Linked DNA regions of Zea mays: region 2 is linked to region 1. A link is a contact called in public Hi-C data. All regions are on one chromosome and are shown on one strand. Each heading gives the region's core, a stretch centred on a gene start, on an enhancer-like site or on the middle of the called end of the contact. The rest is flanking DNA. Distances are from core to core; before and after follow the strand shown.

Evidence for each region. A called contact is a pair of places that touch in the nucleus more often than the background predicts.
Region 2: a Hi-C map of leaf shows a contact between it and region 1, with 9 times the contacts expected there. The contact joins the promoter of LOC103648929 here to the enhancer-like site in region 1. A contact is called at or near these places in 8 of 25 Hi-C or Micro-C datasets (ear, endosperm, leaf and 2 more).

The regions. Positions count from the first base shown.
Region 1 is chr2:135,358,630-135,362,921 of Zm-B73-REFERENCE-NAM-5.0, forward strand. No RefSeq gene overlaps it. Among protein-coding and RNA genes, the nearest start is that of LOC103648929, 46 kb to the right of the region's middle. Within about 2 kb of position 2,867, at least 7 of the 20 cell types and tissues checked have an H3K27ac peak or open chromatin away from gene starts, as enhancers often do. A contact at or near this core is called in ear, leaf and seedling, where this site is marked.
Region 2 is chr2:135,405,141-135,409,628 of Zm-B73-REFERENCE-NAM-5.0, forward strand. It overlaps LOC103648929 (probable BOI-related E3 ubiquitin-protein ligase 2), which reads right to left and starts at 1,382. Exons shown (of 2, transcript XM_008673305.2): 1 at 1,233-1,382; 2 at 718-1,146. The coding sequence starts at 1,301. The coding sequence ends at 718.

The DNA of each region.
Region 1 (4,292 bases), core at 1,617-4,116:
CCATTGATGGCAGTTTTTGAGGCTCAACCACTAAATCTTCATGGGTATAATACTGCATCCACCTTCCCCATGTCTTGGACACGTGTCCCGCTATTCCTCAACCGCATCGGCAACACGACCTGCTTCTCAATGTCATAACTCTTGATGATGACTACCCCAGGCGTCAGCCACCGCACCTAGTCACTAGACTTCTCCAGTTCCTCAGTCAAGACCTATTGTTCATCCTTCACTGTTCCCAGTCCATTGGCATGAACCTGCACGACATTCATCTTCTTTGTCGACCATTGCATCCGGATTCTACACCTGCGTACCACAAGCCAAGAGAGAAGTTGCACATACTCACGCCTTGTTTAGTCCATATGCATCAATCTAAGACATTATTCCATTGACAATGACTCGTCACAAACCAAACAACAAATGTGCATCACAACCTTGTGTTTTCACACGATCTATTTGTTGGACAAGGGATAGTTGCACTAGAGGCATCACTATTGAAATTTTGTCTCGACTTTAGTGTTGTGTTTGGTGTTTGTTTCTTTTCGGTTGACGTGTGGCGGTTCGCCTTGTAGAGGGAAGTCAGAGTTGTTGTACCAAAGGATGTGTCTCATCAACGATGATATATGACTAACCCTCCTCCTTCGATGTGACAGCCCTCCCAAGTTATCAGGCCCACATGCACCAACCCTTGCCATTAACGGCCTCAGATGGCTGTGCACGTGTACTGGGTAACTTAACAAGGCTATCGAGTTCATCAACTCGAACTCATCATCCCAAGGATCTCCCACATTCATGCATATTACAGTAATCACACTCGATACAAACACACTTCGGAGATAGAGCGGAAGACTTTACAAAACATATTTTACATTTCCAAAGCTCAAGTTTTACAACATAAGAAGAATAGTAATTATTACAAGTCCTGATAGTACCTAAAGTGCATAACTTATTACAATAATTGGAAGGGTGAAGCCTTTCCATAAGATATATACATAAACATTCTAAGCTTCAAGGCCTCCACATGATGTAACTAACCAAAAGATAAGGGAATAAAACTTCTCCTACAAAAACAACAGGGGATAAAACCCTGAGTACGCAATTACTCAGGAAGACTTATCCGACTAAAGAAAAGACTCTCAAGGGTATGGTAGCTGATTGGGAATCAAGGTAAAGTTGATCAATGATCAAAGACTCCTTTTGCAGAAAAGCTTGCTACCAGTTGATCCTTAAGCCAAGTTTTATTTCACTAGTTAGGTTATTACCTGAATCTATATTTGCCTGGTCTAGTTCAAGCACTTGGCCTATACTAGTTGCATTTTATTCATTCTCATATTTCACTTGCTAACTACGAGGATGGTCTCCGGGATGAGTCTCCATAACCAAGGAGCAACGACGATTCAAACCGATTATACCCAGCTACGGATCTCTAACCACACGGCATATGTACCACTTAACCCTTGCATATGTCAACCGTTCTCACGGTGTCCTCCACTACATGAACAGGTCCGCGCCAACCGAGAGCACATTACCCTACCAGGCGTGCTACTATGCCAGGAGGGTACATGCTACTCCCACCATCTCTCTACTCCTAGTGCGCGATTGTCTCTTCACGTATGGAATAGCCGAGTTCAAGCTTACCCTATCCCATACCAGGGTATGTTGCTATTTGCAAAGTCTCAACCACAACAGGCCAGTCAACGGTACGATCCTTAACCGACACAGACGGGCGACCTTGTCTGCTCAACGTCTGGTCTAGATTTATTCAAACCCTTTTCCCATTTTTGGTACCCGGCAGGGATACTCTTTTCGAGTGCCGAGTCCACTCCAGCCATAGAGGATTCATCACCTTAGTTTGTTTTGGTTTTTGAATCAAAAAGCCCATAACCAATGTTCCACACCATTGTTTTTGAAAACAAAGGATTTTTCAGTTTCTAAGCAGGGTTAAGCATTATCAGTTCTTTTTATAAATCAGGGATCAAGGTATAGTATTCAAATTCCAAGGAATGGTAATGCATCAATTGTTCATCACACAACTCCTATCACCTAATGCATCATTTAAGGTGATAAAACATTTAAAACACAAGGAAGGGGCAAATGCACCGAGGCTTGCCTTTGTTGCAGAGAAGAGGTTCTAGATACTTCTAACACGATGATCAGTTAGATGGCCCATCCCTGGATCAATAGCACTGGAGTAGGTTCCTTCTTCACAAGGACCAATTCTCGTTCTTGGTGTTCTACATGAAATGATATGAATATGAATGCTTGCTTAAACTAGAAATATGCAACTTGCAAAGGAGACAACACATATTACTCCTAGACTTAACATGCAAGCTATCATCACAAGCCATAACTACCAGGTAGCTACTTATCCTTAGAACTCATCTAACCATCCAAAACTTGCTAAACAATTTCATTCTTTACTAAGACATCAGGTGCCTTAATTACCCAGGGGTAAAACTCTTTTCCTTTATTGAGCAATAATTAATTTGCTAAGCAAATCTTGTCCTAACAGCTCCAAATTTTTACCAAAGGTTCATATGCTCAACATAAGCTTACATAATTTTTCTCATAACTTTTTAGTGCTGTATTATTGTTACTAAAATTTCAGATAAGCATTTTACGGCACCTTTTATTCCTCTAAAAATATATATTTTCTACAAAAATTCCAAGAATGTTTCTACCAGAGAGTGTTTGATTTTATACACCTAACAAAATTTGTCCTATCATTTTTGCAATTTTCTTCGATTTCTGGCATAATAAACAAGGCATCAGGCATATAACAAAGAAAAACAATACACAAAGCTTGGGCCGGAACTGGCCCAATTGGCCCAGCACCAGAGAAAACTAGCGCCAGGAAGCCCAAAGCTCTACCACGCACGCGCCCGCGTCCTCCTTCGCACGCACCGGCGGTGGCGTCAAACTCCGGCAGCAACACACTGTCCAACAGCATGATAGAGCTCGAAACAAGAAGAGGGAAAGCACCAGTGGCTCACCCCGAAGTGGATTGATCCGTAGCGTGCACGCAACCAGTTCCCAACAAGGCCGGCCACGACGAGGTTGCCCCAAGCGGTAATCACCGACGACGCCACGATGTTCCCGAGGAATTATTGCGGCAGAGATGGAAAGGGAAGCTCGGAGAGTTTCACTGACCCAAGGGGATGATGGAACATGCACACAACAAACAAACAACCCCCCGGAAAGCCCTGGCCACGGCAGGGTGGGGAAACTGGACGGTGTGGTCACAGGCTACAGGAAGACGGCGCGCGATAGACCTGGGCAAACAACTGGGGTGACATGGGAGGATTAACGTAGACGTGGGAACATGAAACACAACAACACACGGTGAGCTGGGTTAGACCCGGGGATAGAGGTAGGGCTTTACTGAACCAAGATTGTGGCAATATGGAGCAGGCAAACAGACGCCGGTCGAGCATGATCAGACCACGCAAGACAAGGGCCCTGAGGTGTCAATGGTTGCATGAGCTTGGCTACGTGGCTTTACTCACCCATCACCACGCTGGTTCAAAGGGACAGCGGGGCAGTGAACCAGGTCCGGCAATGGGTAAGGATTTTATCGGATAACTCTGAATTCCACCCATGTGCAGATATTTTCATTAGTGAAACCCATCAGACACTAGAAGCTCCACAGCCACTCTCTGTAATACTCATCCATAACTCAGTCTTGACAAACCAGTGGAGCACAGCAGGGATACAAAGATCTTTTCAGAGTTAGAAACCAACACTGAATTCATTTGAGTCCAACACTCCAGTGTCCACCTGAACCCCTTCTGTTTACCCCTTTATCTCTCTATTTCCAACAGCAACAAATCGACCAAGGCTAACCAAATATTCTCACAAAGCAAAGTCTACCGTCTTGCTAAAACACACATGTCAAAAGTTTCAGAGCCCCAAAGTTTCCTCTCAATACTCAGATATTTGAAGCCTCATATCTATCCTCTATGCTGAGCACACAGGACAAGCAAGCAAGCTCATGCCGATGTGCAGTTTGAGCACGCCGCTTCCCCTCCCTCCTGTCCAACTAAAACAAATTCACACCACAACACGCCCAGCTAATGGATTGACTTGAAATCCCCTTTCAACTACTAGCCTTTTGCATTTTAAATCACAGCTTCAAATCATAGACAAGGGAAACAAAGCTGCAGCGTGGAAAGCTTTTTTTTTGCTCCCAAAAACTGAACCCAGTTTTCAGTTACTTAAAACTGAATTCAGCACTAATCAACTGAACCCCTACCTTTAACCGCTTTGATCCTCACTAATGCAAGAAATACATGCCA
Region 2 (4,488 bases), core at 132-2,631, 45 kb after region 1:
TCATCTGCTCTTTCTTCTCCCAAAGAAAGAGCAAAGAACTCCTACCTGCTCTGCTGCTAGGTGATGGAAGACGAACATAAGGCCTCGGGTTAGGGCTGAAAACGAATCGAGCTCGACTCGTCCATTTCACGAGCTAGAGATAGCTCGGGTTGAAGGTGACTCGTCATCCACACCCTCATATATATAATTACATTATATAATAAATTATTAGTATATAAATATGAAATATATAGATATCGTTCATCATTACGAGTAATCTAAATTATGAATTATCACATATATATCATGAAACGTTAAGTAACAAACTGACTATCTATAAAATTATTCAATATCTATCATTATTCTACACTTAAGTAATTTGGCATTCGGGTCGCTACGGCAACGAGCATAAAAGCTCCCGCGGCTCGCTTGAGTCTCAAACTTTTTTTTCTAGCCTTACTTGCGTTGTTCCAATTAACTTGAAGGAAGGAAATCTCTACAACTATTAAGAGCCATTTGTAGACTGCCCCCGCTCCCGTCCCGCAACGGCCTCCCGCACCGCACGGCAGCACGCCGCAAACCCCTGCGCAATAGCTGCCGTCCAGCCCCCGCCCCTGCTCCCCCACGCTGCGCGCGTCCGTGATGCCGGGGATCTGCAACCCCCCATCCCCTAGCCCCCTCCCCGCCCCTGCTCCCCCCACGCTGCGCGCGTCCGTGATGCCGGGGATCCACAACCCCTCATCCTCGTAACAACCTCGGCGTCGTCTGCGAATGCCGTTCAGCAGCTTGGGGAGGAGAGAGAGAGAGTGCGTACAGGAGAGAGTCGCCGGCGACGAGCCCCGACGGGGATGCCACGAAGCAGCAGGACTGCGCGTCCTCCGCCACGCCGCATTCTCCTCCGCCGGCGGGCTGCTGGAGCACCTTGTCGAGCGTGGCGCGGAGGCCAGCGGCGACGGCCTCGTGGCTCCTGGCAACGCCCAGCCACGCCTGGCCCTCCCCGGCCAGCTGCCGGAGCCGCTCCTCCAGATCCGCGCCGCGGCGGCGGGCGCGCTCCAGCTCTGCCTCCGCGGCGCGGAGCCGAGCCTCCGCCGCGCGGCCCACGGCCGCGACCACACCCCGCGCGTGCCGCCGCCGAGCCTCCTGGAGCGTCGCGCGCATCCTGTCCGTCTGCAGCGTACAGTGTGGGAAAAAAAGGATCAGAGACACCGTGTACGTCGACGAACAAAGGATTTACTGTGACGCAACGCACGCACCTCGACCCGCACCAGCGCGTCGACCTCCACGCCCTGGTGGTACAGCTGCGACAGGACGCCACTGGCCATCGGGCGGCTGGTGTTGGGGCTTGACGAGGACGACCGCCATGAGGGCCTATGCTGGACACCCAAGCATGTCTCCAAGGCCTTCCGCGATGGCACCCGAGGTACAGCGGTCCCACTGCTTCCAACTCTCCAATTTCCCTCTCCCCTGACATTGTGGATCCGTCTGTAACTGTCGTCCCCGTGCTTTGTCTCTCTGTGGAAAATGGTGTCTTCCTTCTTACTATCTCGTTCTACACCCTCCACATGCTTGCACGGTGTTTGGGTTGATGTTCATGTCAGTGTTAATATTCTAAGCAATCACGCCTATCTTATAAGATTAGTGACCACAAATATATTCACTTTAAGTTCTTGTTGGTACAGTCTTGCATGTGGTTCCAAAGTGTAGTTTATTACCCATGTTTCTTCCTGTGAAAATAAGGCTATATAATTTGGTCAGCAAAAAAAACAAGGTTAAATATGTTGTTTGCTGGTATTTTTATGTAACCTATATGTTTACATGTTATTTGCAAATACCCCAGCAGAAAGTTATATGCACACTAACTAACTGTGTTGAATGCATAAAGCAGGCGCACAATCACACCTGCCTGGATGGCACTTTGGCTATTCTTTTTCCTTTTTAATAATAGAAAAAACAGGTAAATTATATATGCAAATAACCGTTGGAAAAATCCTTCCTTGTGAGCATTGCTAATAGTTTGTGAAATTCATCTATATGCATGGAAACATCTTGCAGAGCATGCAGGGCTTTATATCCCATTAGACAGAGCACATTAGACGACAGAGTGGTGTCAACTTTGGGCATATCGGGAGCTAGGAGAGCAGGGGCGGCAGGCTTCTGCCATGGTCATTTTTTTTGGTTTTGGCTCCCTCATGTGCAGGGCCGATGCAAGCGAAGGTGATATTGAGGGCCCCTTTGGTAGGACTTATTTTTCAGCTTCGGTTCTGACTCATGCAAAAGTTATGCCAAACACCTCTTTTTCAAATGGCTTCACCAGTGAAGTGCTTTTCCAAAATGAGCTAGAGGGCATGAGCTAAAAAAGTGGCTCACCCGGCTTCAGCTCACGTCATTTTTGCACAATAGCCCTCCCACCAGTCCAAATTATTTTTTTTGGTCCTGCCCTCAATCCCTAGCCACGTACAGGAGAGATAAACTATACAAGGGTCTTTCTGAAAAACAACCTATAAGCCGTTTTGCCAAATAATTTTTCAGAATGGCTTTGGCTCATCTAAAGAAGTGGCTTCACCTCGTGAGCCAGAGCCAAAGTCGTTTTTGGAGAAGCCAGAGCCCTGCCAAAGGGGCCCTGAAACATCTAGAGAGGAGGGGCTCAGCAGTATCTGAGAGAGCTAAAACTATGTAAATTATTTAAGGGGGTGTTTGGTTTATAGGGACTAATTTTTTTGTCCATCAATTTTATTATATTTTAGTCCCTAAAATATTAAATATGGAAAATAAAACTCTATTTTAGTTTAACTATTTAGAAATTTAGTAACTAAAATGAAATAAAATAAAGGGACTAAAAATTAGTGATGGAGTACCGCCAGTGTTAAGCCAGTAAACTGGCGCATGCTGGTCCAGAGTAATTAAGGTAAGAATGTAGGATATGGAGACTGGTAAATACGTAGGGTTGTTTTTAGTTATTACTATACTATTTTGTAATGTAATTAATGTTCGTCGCTACTTCCCAGCAGTGGTGTAGTTGCTCCTGATTTGTTCGCCCATCATGATGTACATGATCATCACTCATGTTCTCTCCTTACATGCTTAGGCTTCTGATCGTTTTGTAGCTGTTGTGATAGAGATCTGACAAGTCTAAGCAGGAAAGTGTGTAGAACTCCCCGCTGTCAAAATGTAATTATTTCTGGTGAAATCTAGAGTTCTGTAGAAATTTTGCATTCCATCAAACAGTCAATACATTACACATGCATTTGTCGATTGTTCTTTTCGTTGGAAGTAGTTTGATCATTCCCATATGTTCATACCTAATGCAATAGTCACTTTCGGATTGATGTGGCATTACACGAACATAGTTCTTATTTTTAACCCATGTTCATTGACTTGCAGATTCTGGAAGCACTTACAGCAAAGAATTGCCGAGAGGACTTTTCGCAGGAATCATTAGAGACACTTGGGGATTCTTTTTTCAACTATATTACAGCCCAACACTTTTTTGGCAAATACAAAAATCAGCATGAAGGCGCTCTGACCAAGATGAATAAAAATGTGATCTCGAATGCAGCTTTATGCCAGCTTGCTTGCAGTAACAGTCTTGCGGTAGTCTTACCTAACCTGGCTTCTTTTTTGAAATCTTAAGTTTTGTTTACGTGAGTTGTCCCTAGAATCGTAGATTTGCAAACATAATCTACCGAATACAGCAGTTTGGATCAACATAGTATCTGAATTTGCTCCTGATTGTATTCTATGCAATGTCGTGTAATATACTTGCCTGATTTATTGTGTTTCCCTTATAATTGCCGTGTAATATACTTTCCCGATCTATTGATATAATGTTGTGTTAATACTTGCTTCATATATAATGTCATGTAATATCTATTAATATATCGCCTGATTGTATCAGAAAATCGTGACTGACTGTTTCCCTTGCCTAATTTATTGTGTTTCCTTTTTTATTCTGTGTTTTCTTTCTGAGGGCATGCATGATTATATTCCTCGAGCTTCCGATTAACCTCGAGCTCTGGACATCACAATTAAAAACCGTTCTCGTAGCTCGTGCCGACAATGGCGACCTCTGTTGAGCGGCACCTGCCCCCCCCACCCGTGGTCGACCATTGTGCCTCCCAAGAGCTTCAACATGTTCTGCTTCGGTGGCCCAGGAGGCAAGCGTCGCACCCGCCCCGATTTTGATTCCATGGAAAAATACAACATTCCCGCCGGACTGGCGATCATCGTACCTCCTGTGCCTCGAGGTGGAGCCAGCCGTCTGCGACTCGCGTGGCGAGGCCACATCTGACGCGTGGGTGCGGCGCCACCCGGCGCTTGTCCGGCTCACGGGCAAGCACCCCTTCAACTTAGAGCCTTTGGTGTCGTGGCTGATGGCGCACGACTTCATCACCCCGGCACCGCACCACTACCACTACTAGAAAAATGTCGGCTAGAAACCGACGTTCTTACTCTAATAGATCAACGTTCTTATGTTAAGAATATCGGCTTACCGACATACTTAACCGACAT